Linked DNA regions of Mus musculus: region 2 is linked to region 1. The links are chromatin contacts, called in public Hi-C maps. All regions are on one chromosome and are shown on one strand. The core of a region is the stretch at or near the end of the contact, and the rest is flanking DNA. Distances in the headings are between cores, read along the strand shown. Region 1 holds the start of Tapt1 (transmembrane anterior posterior transformation 1). Region 2 holds the start of Stim2 (stromal interaction molecule 2).

Region 1 (6,396 bases), core at 2,728-5,227:
CACATACTGGCTCACAATCATCTGTAATGGGATCTGATGCCCTCTTCTGGTGTGTCTGAAGACAGTGACTGTGTACTCATATACATAAAATAAATAAATATTTTTTTAAAAAAAGAAATAGCAATAAATATAAGGGAAGATATGAGTTTCTCCCATAAGCATAAATGTTAATTAGGTGATTAAAAAATAGTTCTAAATGTGACATTATTTTTTTTTCAATTGTGATGAGAAATACCTTTTCACCTCAAAGAGAAAAATTTAGAATGAGGAACTGGTAAGTCATTTCCTAGGTCCCTTTCATCAGTATTTTAGAATTTTCCAGAAACTTAAATGCCTATATGGAATCAATATATCTGATGGTAAGCTGAAAATACTGTTAACTAACAGAATATGAATTATGTTCACACTTTTGTCACATAAGCAGAACCTGCCATGCGGTGATGGCGATACATGCCATCATGTCCTAAGTCCAGCACTCAAGGAAGGCAGGCAGATCTTTGAGTTCAAGACCAGCCTGGTCTACGGAAAATGTTCCAAGACAGCCAGGGCTATACAGACAAACCCTACCTCAAGTAAGTAAATAAGTAAATAAGCAAAGCCTACCTTTCAGAACTCACTATCTTTGTCCAAATATCTCTTTTAGCAAAGGATTATTAGAACAGAATGTTTCGTATAATTTTCAGAGTTTGAATTACTGTGATCTCAGTCAAATATCCTCATGCTGAGCAAATACATAGGAATAAGATTTTGCTGGTTACTGTTAAGTTGAAATGGGCATATTACAATCAAAGGCATATTCAGTGGGGTTATTTCTTCTAAAAATAAACAAAGTTAATTTCTATGGAGCAAACCCAGAGAGGATAAAACACCATGAGACTCAGTTATAGGGGGAGAAAAGATTGGCAAAGGTAGAAGACACTACTGAAGCCCAGAAATACAATGAACCCCCACCAATTCGCTGCAAGCCTTACTATAGACACAATAGTATATTTTTATTTCTAACCTTACAGTGAAGCTGTTTAGATTTTTTAAAAAAGGCCTCAACTCTTAAGCGTATCTATAATACCAGCACTTGGGAGGATGAGGTTGGAGGATCATTGAGTTTAAGGCCAATCTGGCCTAAGTGAAACTTTACCTCCAAAACAAACAAACATTCAAAAGCAGGAGAGGTGGCTCAGCAGTGAAAAACTCTTGCAGAAATCCTGGGTTCAGTTTCTAGCACCCACATAATAGCTTACAACCATCTGTTAATTCTCGTTTTAGGGGATCCAATGTCCTCTTCTGGGCTCCAGGCACATACCACACATACATGCACACAGGCAAAACACCCATATCCACATAAAATAAATCTTTAAAAAAAAAGTATCATCACCACCAAGAAATATACAACTTTTTCTCTGAAGATAAAACAGCAAATGAATTAAACTCAGGGCTACAGCTTCAGAAGGAAATACTGACTTCCATGTTGCCCGAAACAGAAGCCATGCATCGTCAGAGCAGATTTCTGGTGGAGTCCCACGGGCTTCACTAGCCATGTGACTTCTGCCTCTGCAGCTACATGACTGAAACACACTCCAGCCATCTCTTCCAGTCCTAACATTTCAGCCACCCTCAAATAACACCGGGGAGTAGTGTCCTTTGGAACACTCACTGGAATAATCTTAGAAGCTTGCTTGCTCCTGGAGAACCTGAGGCTGGAGTAGCAAACCACAGCTTAGAGCCCAGAAGTCCAGCCTACATCCACCAGTTAGTTCTCCCACATCAACAAATAAAGGAGTGCAGAGAAAAGAAAGAGGGCACATAGAGCTATGGAAATCTTTGATGTGTTATCAGTACAGTTATTGTGCTTTCATTTCTTTTTTTCAAGTTTTAGACCAGGTACAAAGTGACTCTAGTTAAGGATTTCATACATTTCCTATAAATCTTGATAATATCAACAGGCTAATCTAGCTTTTTAAACTACATTGCACAAGGATCTAAAATGGGGAATGCATACACTTTGGCATAGTTGTGATGGTTTAAGAGGTCCTTGCAGTCTGGCCCAAATGTGATTTCATGGTAGGGGAAATAGAGCAGAAAGAGGCTCACCTCTGCTCATTTGGTCAAACACTGAAAGTCAGAGAGTCCAGGTCTTTCCACAATGACGGATGTTTTCATTAGAGTTTTTGTTTATTTTGTTTTTGTTTTTACTCAAGAAAAGTGAGAGGCACTCATTTCAAACAACCTAGGGTTAAAAGATATGCTGCATGTGCTATCAAGAGATTAATTCACTTAATAGTGGCAAACTAAAAACATCATAAAGTATTCCAGCTTGTCACAAAAGAGAAATAGTACCCTTTTGCCCTATAATATATCCATGCCAAAGTCACAAAACTAAACGTTCTGTACTATGTAAGGTGTTTGCATCTTAAGGTTATTTGTAACCTAACTTCAAGCTTTCTGGATGCTTCCTTATTTTGGGGTTTGATAGTATCGAACCAGGAAAATCTCTGAGGAACATATAAATAGCAACCAAATATAATCTTTATAAAGGAAAGACATAGTCTTAGGTTTCTAGCAATATCATTTTAAAACAGGAGTTTTTAAATAGCAACCCTGACAGGGCCCCTCTCCCTTCTTTGACTATTTAAGATTTGGAACACAGATAATAAACTTAGGTTGGAGGAAACCTTACAGTATATAAAACTCTGTGTCTTTTGATTTTCATGATGCTGGAGCTTTGTCAAGGGCACTGTTTTTAAGATCCAGTTTTACCAAATAAAACCAAACTGACTTTAAATAATATTCTCTGCAGTGTTTGGTTTTCCACAATGTAAAGTTTACATTGAATTGGGATTGGGATTTCTTGGACTTTGCAAGTTCCTCTTTAACCCTCCTATCCCTTCATCCCGCCCTACTGTCAAATGGCCTTGCTGCAGTACAGTACAGAAAAGTTGCGGAGTTTGCAATCGGGTATCTAGCTTTCCATCTCTAAGGCTCTCCTGGATGTTCTAGGCCTGCTCCATCGCTTCTCGGCTTAAGTGTAGGGCAGTTTAGAGAGTGAAGAGGTATTTGCTATGCTTCTACTCATTTAAAAAGTTGCCACAATGCAGGTTAATTCCGAAGTGGGCATGAAGGCAATCCAGGGGCCACCGCGTGCGTTACAGGAGCGCACAGCAAGAATGTAGGAATCCCAGGTGAAGGTCTTCCAAGGCTGAGGCGGATTCATTTGCACCCAGCGAGCATCCGTTGGTCTCAGCGCGGCTATCCGTGACTACCAGTGAGGGGGTAAGGGTCACAAGTCTCACGGCAAGCGGTGACAATCTGACAGAACCAGGCCGCCTTGGCTGCCACCCGCAGTCACATAACCCTATTCCCGAAAGGCAACCCAGAATGTCCCCGGCGCTTTAGGCGCATCGAGCACTTTGCCCGTCGGGCCGAGTCCCCCACCTGTTGGCACGCTCCCCCGAGCTAGGCTTTGGACACTGTCCACGGACAGGGAATGTGACAGACGATCATAAATATGCAGGAGAGATGCAGCCAAGACAGCAGAGCCACCGGGTCGGCGCCGGCGGGAGCCACAGAGCTGGAGCCCGGCCCCAGTCGCCGTGCAGCCAAGGCCAGGCGGGTCGCGCCGGCGCACTCCGGCCACCGCACGGGCACAAGGGGCTCCGGCCGCGCGGACAACCACGCCGAGCCCCGCTGCCGCCCACCGTCCCCCACCGCGCGACCCGGCGGCATGGAGCCCGGCGCGGCGCCCCGGTCCGCAGAGCCCGCCGCGCGCCACGGCGACGGCAGGAAGAAGATGGCGGCGGCCGTGGCGGCGGCCACCGCGGCCTCCCACGCGCCGCTGACGCCAATGGCGCGCGCCGGCCGGCGGGCTACGGATGGCGGCTGCCCGGGCGAGGGGCGGGGCGAGGCGGCGAGGGGGCCGGCGGGAGGCGGAGGCCGGGCGGGCGGCTGGAGGGAGGTGGCGGGGACAGTGTGTGGCTCTCGGAACATGGCGGGCGTCTGCGACGCGGCCGCCCCGGGAGAAGGCGGCGGTGGCGGCGCGGACGGCCCCGAGCGGACCGGCCGCGGCGAGGCGGAGCAGCCGGGTGGTGGCGGCCATGGGCCCGCGCCCCAACACACCGAGACGCTGGGCTTCTACGAGAGCGACCGGCGGCGGGAGAAGCGCCGCGGCCGCGCAGGTGAGGCGAGCGAGCGAGCGGGCGGGCGGGCGGCACTAGGCCGCGGCGGGCTACCGAGGGGCCGACCGGGCTGTGGTGGCGGGGACGCCAGCGCCTTCCCTCTGCGCGCGGAGCGGCCGCGGCTCCGGTGGCTCCCATGTCCCCACGGCCGGTGACAGCTACCCCGGCGGCTAGTGCGCGCGGCCCGACGTTCCCGCAGCCATCCCCGAGCCAGGTGCGCCCGGGAGATCGTCGGTCCCCGGTCCCCGAGAGTTCGCGACCGGCCTCAACAGTGACAGGCATCTCCCACATCCGAAGGAGGTCAAAAATGGGAAACGCAGGGCTTTCTAGGCGATGTCAATGCCGAGGTGACTCTTCCCCCTATGGTTTTATGCGAAGTTGAGTCTCGGAAACCTGTTAACTTGCCCGCCGAATCCATTTTTCGTAGACTCAGCTGACAGTGTGGTCGTGACCGTGAAGTTCAGCAGTTTTCTCTCAAACAGAAATGTGCGGCACCCCTTAAAATGTTACATGTGGAGTTTTCCTAAACTAAAACTTAAGCCAGAAGAAACAGTTTGTCACACAAGAAAATACGTACCACTTTTAAGCCCTACTGTCCATAAGCTCTGAAGCATACTGTTAAAATATTACAATCCCCTGTGTTCAAGGATCTTATTAAGAACTTTTAACAGCTTTGGTATTTACACTGAAGCGTTCTATTAAGCCCGGAAGCAAAAGGGAAAGTTTTGGCTTGGCCGTTTCATTGGGTATAATAGTGATTGCATTTTAATTCTTGCATCGTAGATCCAAGATCTTGGACAGCAACTTGATGACATTTCTTCCAACTTATTCTGAGCTAATGCAGTGGAATAAGGTCCTGCAGCTTATATAAATACTCGTTCAAGTTATAAGGTTGACTCCATTCACTATGGGTATTGAAATTATAGGAGTCCTAAAAGTCTGTAAGACTGGTGGATAGATCCTGATAGACTTGCTAATTCTCAGAATTGGACATAGAGTTTTGCATCAGTCTCCATATCTTTGAAAACTCAGGCACCAGCTGTGTGCCTTGTTTGTTTGGTTTTTTTTTTCCCCCTTTATTTTCTATTTGGTTTAGTTGTCAGTTAAACACTTGCTTGCAGGAATGTTTGCTTTCTAAATTGGCAATACCTAAGTAAACCAAAGTCTTCAATCTCTCAGCCGCTTGTTCACTTAGACTTGACTAGGGCAAGCAAATAGATGCGACCAGGTTTCACTACGGTTTCTTTGAAATCTTTTCAAGCTTCAGGAAAGCCTTTATGTTGTTTGCATGAAGAAAGACAATGAAGCTGTGCAGAGCCTTTGGTGAACACAGACCTTGAACTTCTGAAGTGAAGTGCATTTATTCTTCCCTGGTACTAACACAGACCTTGAACTTTTGAAGTAGTGAGCACCCCTGGGCTGAGCTGGATACTTGGACTTGTATAAATTTAACATCATAGCACACACTCATTCATCACAGAGGCAGTGCACTGAGCATCATATACTTAACAGGTTTAAACCTGGATTTTCAACCTGCAGTGGCAGAAAGTCCTTACTAGGGAGCCGGCATGAAGCCGTGGCTATTGGGGTGGCCCTCCTTGTTTCCATCAGTCTTGTATGAGGGAAAAGATAGTGGTTACTCCCGCTTTGGTAGATGGCATTAGGGATCTAGGCAGGCATCCCAGGAACATTTCAGAAGTACCAGCCAGTGGTTTTCCTGTGTGGACTCGGTGTGAACCACCTTCTTCTGACCCCTGGTGTCTGTTCTAAGAGCCAGGAAGCTCTCACTGTTGCTGATGCATGTCTACCTGTGACTGGGTCTGCAGTTGGCCACGGCATCCCCACTCACTTAGAAATCCAGGCGTTCTTTTTGTTCACCCCCAAGTGCTTCTCTCTTCTGCTCTGTTTTCTTTCTTTGCCTCCTTACCAAGAAATAGAAAACGGGTTGTCTGGGCCAGAGGGCACCACCTAGTGTCAGACTGGAAACATCTTTCTCAGTCATTTATGTCACTAAGGTATTAATCGTCCATTCTCTGTAAAGGTTCCTGTGTACTTGCCCTGTCGTCCCCTCTGCAAGCTGGGGCAGTCTGTGCCGTTCCTTTTGGAAGTCATAATCTTAGTGTCTTGATGGCCTTAACCATCACTTAGTTCCAATGTCCCTTTTATCATTTTCCCCAAGGCGTTCAGAGCTCCTTTATAAGACATTTATTGGTGGGTCCTAGCAGTT
Region 2 (6,396 bases), core at 1,421-3,920, 9.8 Mb before region 1:
ATATGCTCATGTCTGCATCTATCCATTAACACTGTCTGGAATGTAACAGGGTTTGCCTGTGGCTCCACTTCCTGAAGTGTGAAGTATCGCCATCCATTTATGTCCCAGGTTTAATAAAACAAATGGAGCCATAAAAGAGAACTACCCACAAAAACTATTAAATGAGAAAGGGCCTTACAGAGGCCATACAATTCAAAGCATTTTTCAACACATTCTACTTTCACAAGTCATTTTTCAATCTACATTTCCCTAAACACCAGCCCTGCTGACTGTATTTTCATAAACTTATTAAAATTCTATTATTCAACTTAGATACTGAGCAGTTGTAAAATCTGAAACTTTAAGTGGAAATGTTTAACGTTTTAAAATTAATATTTGAACATAAGGGGAAAAAAAGAGATCTTTTATAAACAGAAATAATTCCGAGGTCAACATTTCAGCAAATTTATTAAAAAGCACGACAGCACAACTTCACTTTGTGTGATGATCTTTCCCACTAAGAATCACTGCGTCTTTTCAACTGTGCCATAAATAACTACAGAGAAAATTAAAAGGGTTACAGCTTATTAGAAGTCCATCTGCGCTGATTTCTTGATGTTCTCAGTAAAACATACTTGCTTGAAGAGTCAATAAACACCAAAGTTCTAGATCACTTGCCTCTCTGTCAATCACATTTGTTAAGGCATTATGTAATCAAACATTTCTGCCAAAGAGGTGGGGGGACCCACACTACTATACCATTTAGAAGCTAACGTTCCACTCCTAGGGGAGACAATAAGCCCTCAACCTACACTCTAGTGTAGGTTTTAACTAGTTTAACACTGTTCCCTTCCACACTTGCCATATTTTTGTTAGAAAATAACTATTTGAGCATGAAACCACCCAATATATCCCTCCCTACATACTACGTCCCTAAAGATCATTCTATAATCCTTTATCCAAGGCAACCAGTGATGACTTGCCTGGTTCAACTGACCAGGATCTGGTAAGTTTTTTGAGTACCTTGAGTATGCTAATCATTATGCTCTATACCCTCCAACTCTCAAAGTGCCTGACAATGCTTACCGACATCCTTCTTCTGTCTGCAACAGGAAATAGCCTGTCACAGAACTCAGAGGAAAGCTGCTATGATCTAAAGACTCCTGAACACTTTGCTGAGCAGCTGTTAGTAACTCCCAGACGCCTGTTGGGCTACCACTGCAGTTAAATTAACAGTGAATCATCTTATTCCTCTTTAATCCTGCTGTTCTTCCAGAAAACCTAGAGATCTACCTTAAAAATAAACACAGCAGCAAGAAAAATAAGTTACTCTACCTCCAGCACTGTGCCCCAGGAAATCATTTCAGGACCTTTACATCACTGCTTAAACCACACCAGATCAGTTATATAAGACAACGAAGGCTGTAAAAGCATACAATTTTCTACTTAACCTTACCAAACATATTTGCAAGTTTTCAGTAAGTGCTAGAACGTTCTGTGTTTAAAAAAGGTACTGGTGCACTCCATCAGAACTATGCTGCCCAAATCCACGTCACAAATATCCTGCACTTGGTAAATTGTAGGTGTGTTTCTGGTTACCTGCTGCGCTTTCTGCACCCTTTGTCACCCAGTGATGCTCTCAAACAGCATATACTTTCCATCCCTTAAAGCGTCCTCGTACCCCCACAAAAACACACCAGACTTTGACGTTTCTTCATACTAACACAGAACCACTAGTGCCACTAGGTGCTGTGGCTCTCAAAGAATCTCTTCAGCAGCTTCCCCTGGGACAGGGCGCTCAGCCCGGCTCTCGATCGGTAAGAAGCTGCCAGCCGCCTTTGCAAAGGCAACAGGGGCCAACTCCATACCGCATTGCTGCTGCTGCTGCCGCCGCCTACTTTCTTTGGCGGCTTTGGGAAGAGGGGAAATGAGCCCAGTCCCCTACAGACCCCACTGGTCCCTTCGGCAGCACGAAAGAGAAACCACTGCATTGCTCAGCTGGGAAGCTCGCAGGAGCCCACTAAGGGCGAAGAAAGCACAGTAGAGGCGCCAGTCGGTGGACTAGGAAGGCGTCCGAAGTGCGACGACCGGCGCCAAGGCAACCGCTAGGCGCCCTCTCGGGGGATGGGGTCCTGCCGGGAGTCCCGCCAAGCCTGCCCGTCGCCCGCACGGGCCTCACCTGTCAGCAGCGCCTGGCGCTCGCCCGCAGCCGCAGCCGAAGGAGACGCCGCCGCTCCGGCCGATCCCGACGCGCGCCGCCCGCGGAGGTGCCGGGGCACCAGATCGCATCCGTCCGCCACGCCGGCCACCAACAACCCGAAGAGCAGCATTGCTGCCCAGCGCCGCCGGAGAGGGCGGCCCGAGGCCCGGCCCGGTGCCACGGCGGGAGGAGCGCTCACAGGAGCCGCCGGCCACTCGCTCACCGCCAGCTGCCCGGGGCCCGGCCGCCTCGGAAGCGGACTCCCGCCGGGTGCTGACCCGCTCCCTTCACCGGCGGCCCGCGAAGCTCGGCTCGCCGCCGCGTTCATTGGTTCCGGTTATTTAAAAAAAAAAAAAAAAAAAAAAGTGGGGGAGCGCAGTGGTACGGCGTCTTCCGACCCAGCGCGACACCCGCGCAGCTGCCGCGGCGACACCGGGATCCGCTGCTCTGGCGCGGCCAAGCCCCAGCCCAGCGCCCGCGCCGCCGCCGCGGCGCATCCCCCCGCCCCCTCCGGCCCGCGCCCGCCGTAGTACCACGCTCGGCCGGGCCACCTCCCTCCCCTCACACACTCGCTCTCATACCAATCCCCCGCCTCCCTCAGCCCCGCCACGGCGCAGGCGCAACGCCGCGGCACTGCGCGTGCGTGGTCGTGGGCCCCGCCCCTAGGGGCGTTCCCAGACCGATAGGCGGGGCGTGGGACAGCCGCCCAGGCTGTGCTTCAGGAGCCAGAGAAGCTGAGCGGGAGGAAGGAGTGAGTCTCGCCCACGCCGTGATCTGATGATGGGCAGCCTGGAGACCTGGATAAAGCGTATCGACGTCGCAGATCCTCTGAGTGCTTTAACCCCGTGGGTCAAAAAAAACCTTGCAGTGGGAAACAGCGGCCTCCCCTAACTTGGATGTTGGTGGGGGTTACCGGTTGCCAGCTTTGTAGAAGCGGAGGGAAACCCAGCCTAGCTTTGTATTTACTTGACAAACATTTGGCAAAGCGCATACCTTGTGCCAGAGTGCTAGGAATTTCTCTAAGCAATTTACAGTGGCATAGTGTAACTCAATCTCATCGCCATTTTACATGTGACGAAACCCAAGCGCTGAAATGTTAAAATAGCTTAACCAACCCACCGGCCCATAGCTAATAAATGGACATGGCCCGATTTATCAACTACTGAATGGAAATGTTCGAATAATGTGCTCTAGCTTCTTACTATTTTCCATGCTGACACTGAAGGCAGTCACTGCCACTCATCTGCCAAACCACCACTTCTATAGACTGCCAGCTGAACAGGTTGCCCCAACTACAACATAGACTTGACCATTTTGCTTATCTGCAATGAAGCAGTTTTGTGGATGCTCTTGCAATTCTGCTCCAGATCCAATTGATCTAAAAGGGGAAAAGAACCGGAATCTATTTCTTCAAGTAGATGCTACCATTGCAATGGGACTATGTTGTTGTTATTGTTGTTGGCTGTTTTTTTATTTTGTTTCAATTGTGGTAGGAGTCCTCAGGATGTGACCCAGGTAAATGGCACTCAGAGGCAAGCTACATACCTCAGAGACCCATATCAAAGCATTTCTTCAGAAAACCTTTGAAATGTAAAAGGAGGTGTTGAACACACACACATATTTAAGAACTCGAAGCTAGGATTGTTAAGAACATAGGTCTGACTACTGTTGGATTTTGTTGTTGGCTTGCAGTTTAGATCAGTTTGTTCCAGAAGTCAAGAAGTCAAATACATAACAATTCCTTAGGAAGCTTGACCAAAAGAATGTCGGGTAGTGGAAGAGGAAGATGCACACTGCAGAAAAGAATCAGGAATAATAACAAGGCTAATCAACCACAATTATTTCTTGACATACTTCTTAGGGGCATTATGTTGGAGGGTGGGGCCGTTCCTTACCGGGCAACAGTAAGTTTCTATTTTGCTTGCTGAAAGGCAGTGAAGCCTTGTGTTTGCTGAGTAGACAGAACTGCTAGGCACCGGATAACCAGGAAGTAAATAAGTTCCTTTCCTACTCTACAGGAGGCATCATTTAATTCATCAGTATTTACTGAACATCTCATATACGCCGAGCAAAGTATTATACGGTGGGGTATTATATTCAGCAGACTAAGAAACACTTGGAAATGTCAAATAAGTCAGAACTTGAAGCTCTAAAATTGCTAACAGTCCTTTCCTAGGGAACTTTACCATCTTGGACAGGAGATACAATTTTTGTCTATTACCTTATAGATTCTTACACGGTTCTGACTCGGAATTAGTTCCTAACGTGGGTAGTACAAACTATGTTACAGCAATAACAATATAAAACCAGGAAAAACTAGCAATCCACTGGGCCCGAGCTTCTTTAAACAAAGATGGCATACGATTTCTTTCAAACACAGGGCACACTGAGACCCGATAATGGATTTGGAATCATAAATGTTTATTTCTCTCTAGTGGGACCACAGGTAAGGAACCAGCATTCACCATAGCGGCCTCTCTCAGATAGACACGGGCTAGAATAAACCCTCTATTTTATAGATCTGTTTTATGGGTACCGATGTTTCTGGCTGCGCAGCCGTGGTGCACACTGTTACTCAGGGGCACATTGTTCCGGTGCATCATAGCATAGGCCTAGGGAACAGGCAAGAGCAAGTCCATTACTTTGAAAAAAAAAAAAAAAAAACCCATCCGTAGAATTAGATCGAGAATTACACTTGCAAAGTGTACACATAAACACAAGACTTGAGGCGGTGATAATCACGTCCTCTGCCCAGGTTCCCTTTCCTTTCCCTGGTAACCTAGAGCTTCCTGCCTGGTGCTTCTCTTGCCAAATTCCATCAAAATCTTCCTGGAACCCCTTTCCCTTGTTGGCCACCCTACTCCTACAGCCCAGCCCCCTCCTTTAAAGTCCAAACCTCACAACTTGCCGTGTATCTTCAGAATGTGTTCTCGGTCTTATTTTAACACAGTCTTGACTTCGTGTCTGATGGGCAGCTTTGAACTTTGTTATCAGACCAACCTCGTAGAAACCTCAACTCCGGCTCTTCTGTGTGACGCGTAGGCAAGTTAATTAGGAACCCAATTATACCTGCACCACAGAATTATTGGTGGAGTGGAAAAAATAGTAACAAAGAAAGCCTTCCCTGGGTCCCTGGCACCCAGGTGCTTTGTACTTAGTGACTCTGGCCTCAGGCTCTGGGCGTGTATGCTAAAGGTGCTCCTAGGTTAGGATTAAACGCATCTCACTTTGCCTAGGCTTTTCGATTCTGCAGATGAACCCAACTCTCAGTGCACACCCAAAGCAAAAGAACTGCACTGGCTCCTCCCCATCTCTGGAGCAAACCCTCACCATCCTCTATCCTTGCTCCCCCACGGCCCACACAGCCTGCCTCAGGTTCCAACTAGGAGAACCGGATCTCCGCTTGCGAGCTCAGGAGCCTCCCCGTAGCAGCGCGCATGCCCACGGACTCTGGCGGCCGCCACAGGTGCGCGACTCTGGCACAGAGCGCGCCCGGGTTCCGTGGGCGGACCGTCCGCGCGCGCCCGACACCCGGGTGATGACATCACCGCGTGGGCGGGCGCAGTAGCTCTAGGAGGGAGCGCTGTGGGCGTGAGGCGGGATGAAAGTATCACCCAGGGGAATTCCGACTGAGGTCGCGCCTGCCCACAGCTTCCCCAGCCTGACTGTGACCCCAAGGAGTGGGGGGTTCTTGCCACATCAGGGTAGAGGAGCACCGTGGACAACTGCTCTTTGCTTGCCCTTCTTAGATAGCTTCTGGGGAAATGCAAGAAAGAGTCCTCTTTGGGGAAACCGGGTTATGAACTGGACCACTTTCATAGCTTCCCAGGAAATTAAGGTCCTGAGAACTTTGAAATACTCAAAGTAATAACAGCTAATAGGGTTTCAAGGTAGAAGCAATGAAAGTTAGCAAATATGAGTATAGTCTTCAAGTCGTGGAGTACATTAAAGCACTAAAAGGGCTGGGGCCGGGGGTGAGGGGGGGGGGGCGGAAGAGTAGTGAAAGTTGTTCACTTGTAAGCCACTTGCTACCTCAATCCAGTATGAAAAGGTTATGCCTCACCCAGTTTACTGAGGGTGCGAAAACCTGTGCATCTTTCTCTGGGGAGCAGAGAAAGGAAGCTTTTCTAGAGCCAGCCCACAAAAGAAAGTCAAATCTACCCACCAAAGCCAAGTGGATCAGTGTTTTGTGACTAATCAAAGTCAGTGTCCTCTGT

The links. Hi-C and Micro-C count contacts between places; a contact is called where the count stands out from the background.
Region 2: a contact with region 1 is called in a Hi-C map of CD8 T cells, with 4 times the contacts expected there. The contact joins the promoter of Stim2 here to the promoter of Tapt1 in region 1. A contact is called at or near these places in 2 of 484 Hi-C or Micro-C datasets (CD4 T cells and CD8 T cells).

Annotation. Positions count from the first base shown.
Region 1 is chr5:44,224,187-44,230,582 of GRCm38.p6, reverse strand. Tapt1 (transmembrane anterior posterior transformation 1) reads left to right here and starts at 3,977. Exons shown (of 14, transcript NM_173764.3): 1 at 3,977-4,169. The coding sequence starts at 3,980.
Region 2 is chr5:53,994,797-54,001,192 of GRCm38.p6, reverse strand. It overlaps Stim2 (stromal interaction molecule 2), which reads right to left and starts at 2,670. Exons shown (of 12, transcript NM_001081103.2): 1 at 2,159-2,670. The coding sequence starts at 2,309. Gm30601 (a long non-coding RNA gene) reads right to left here and starts at 5,942. Exons shown (of 2, transcript XR_376962.2): 1 at 5,076-5,942; 2 at 4,580-4,791.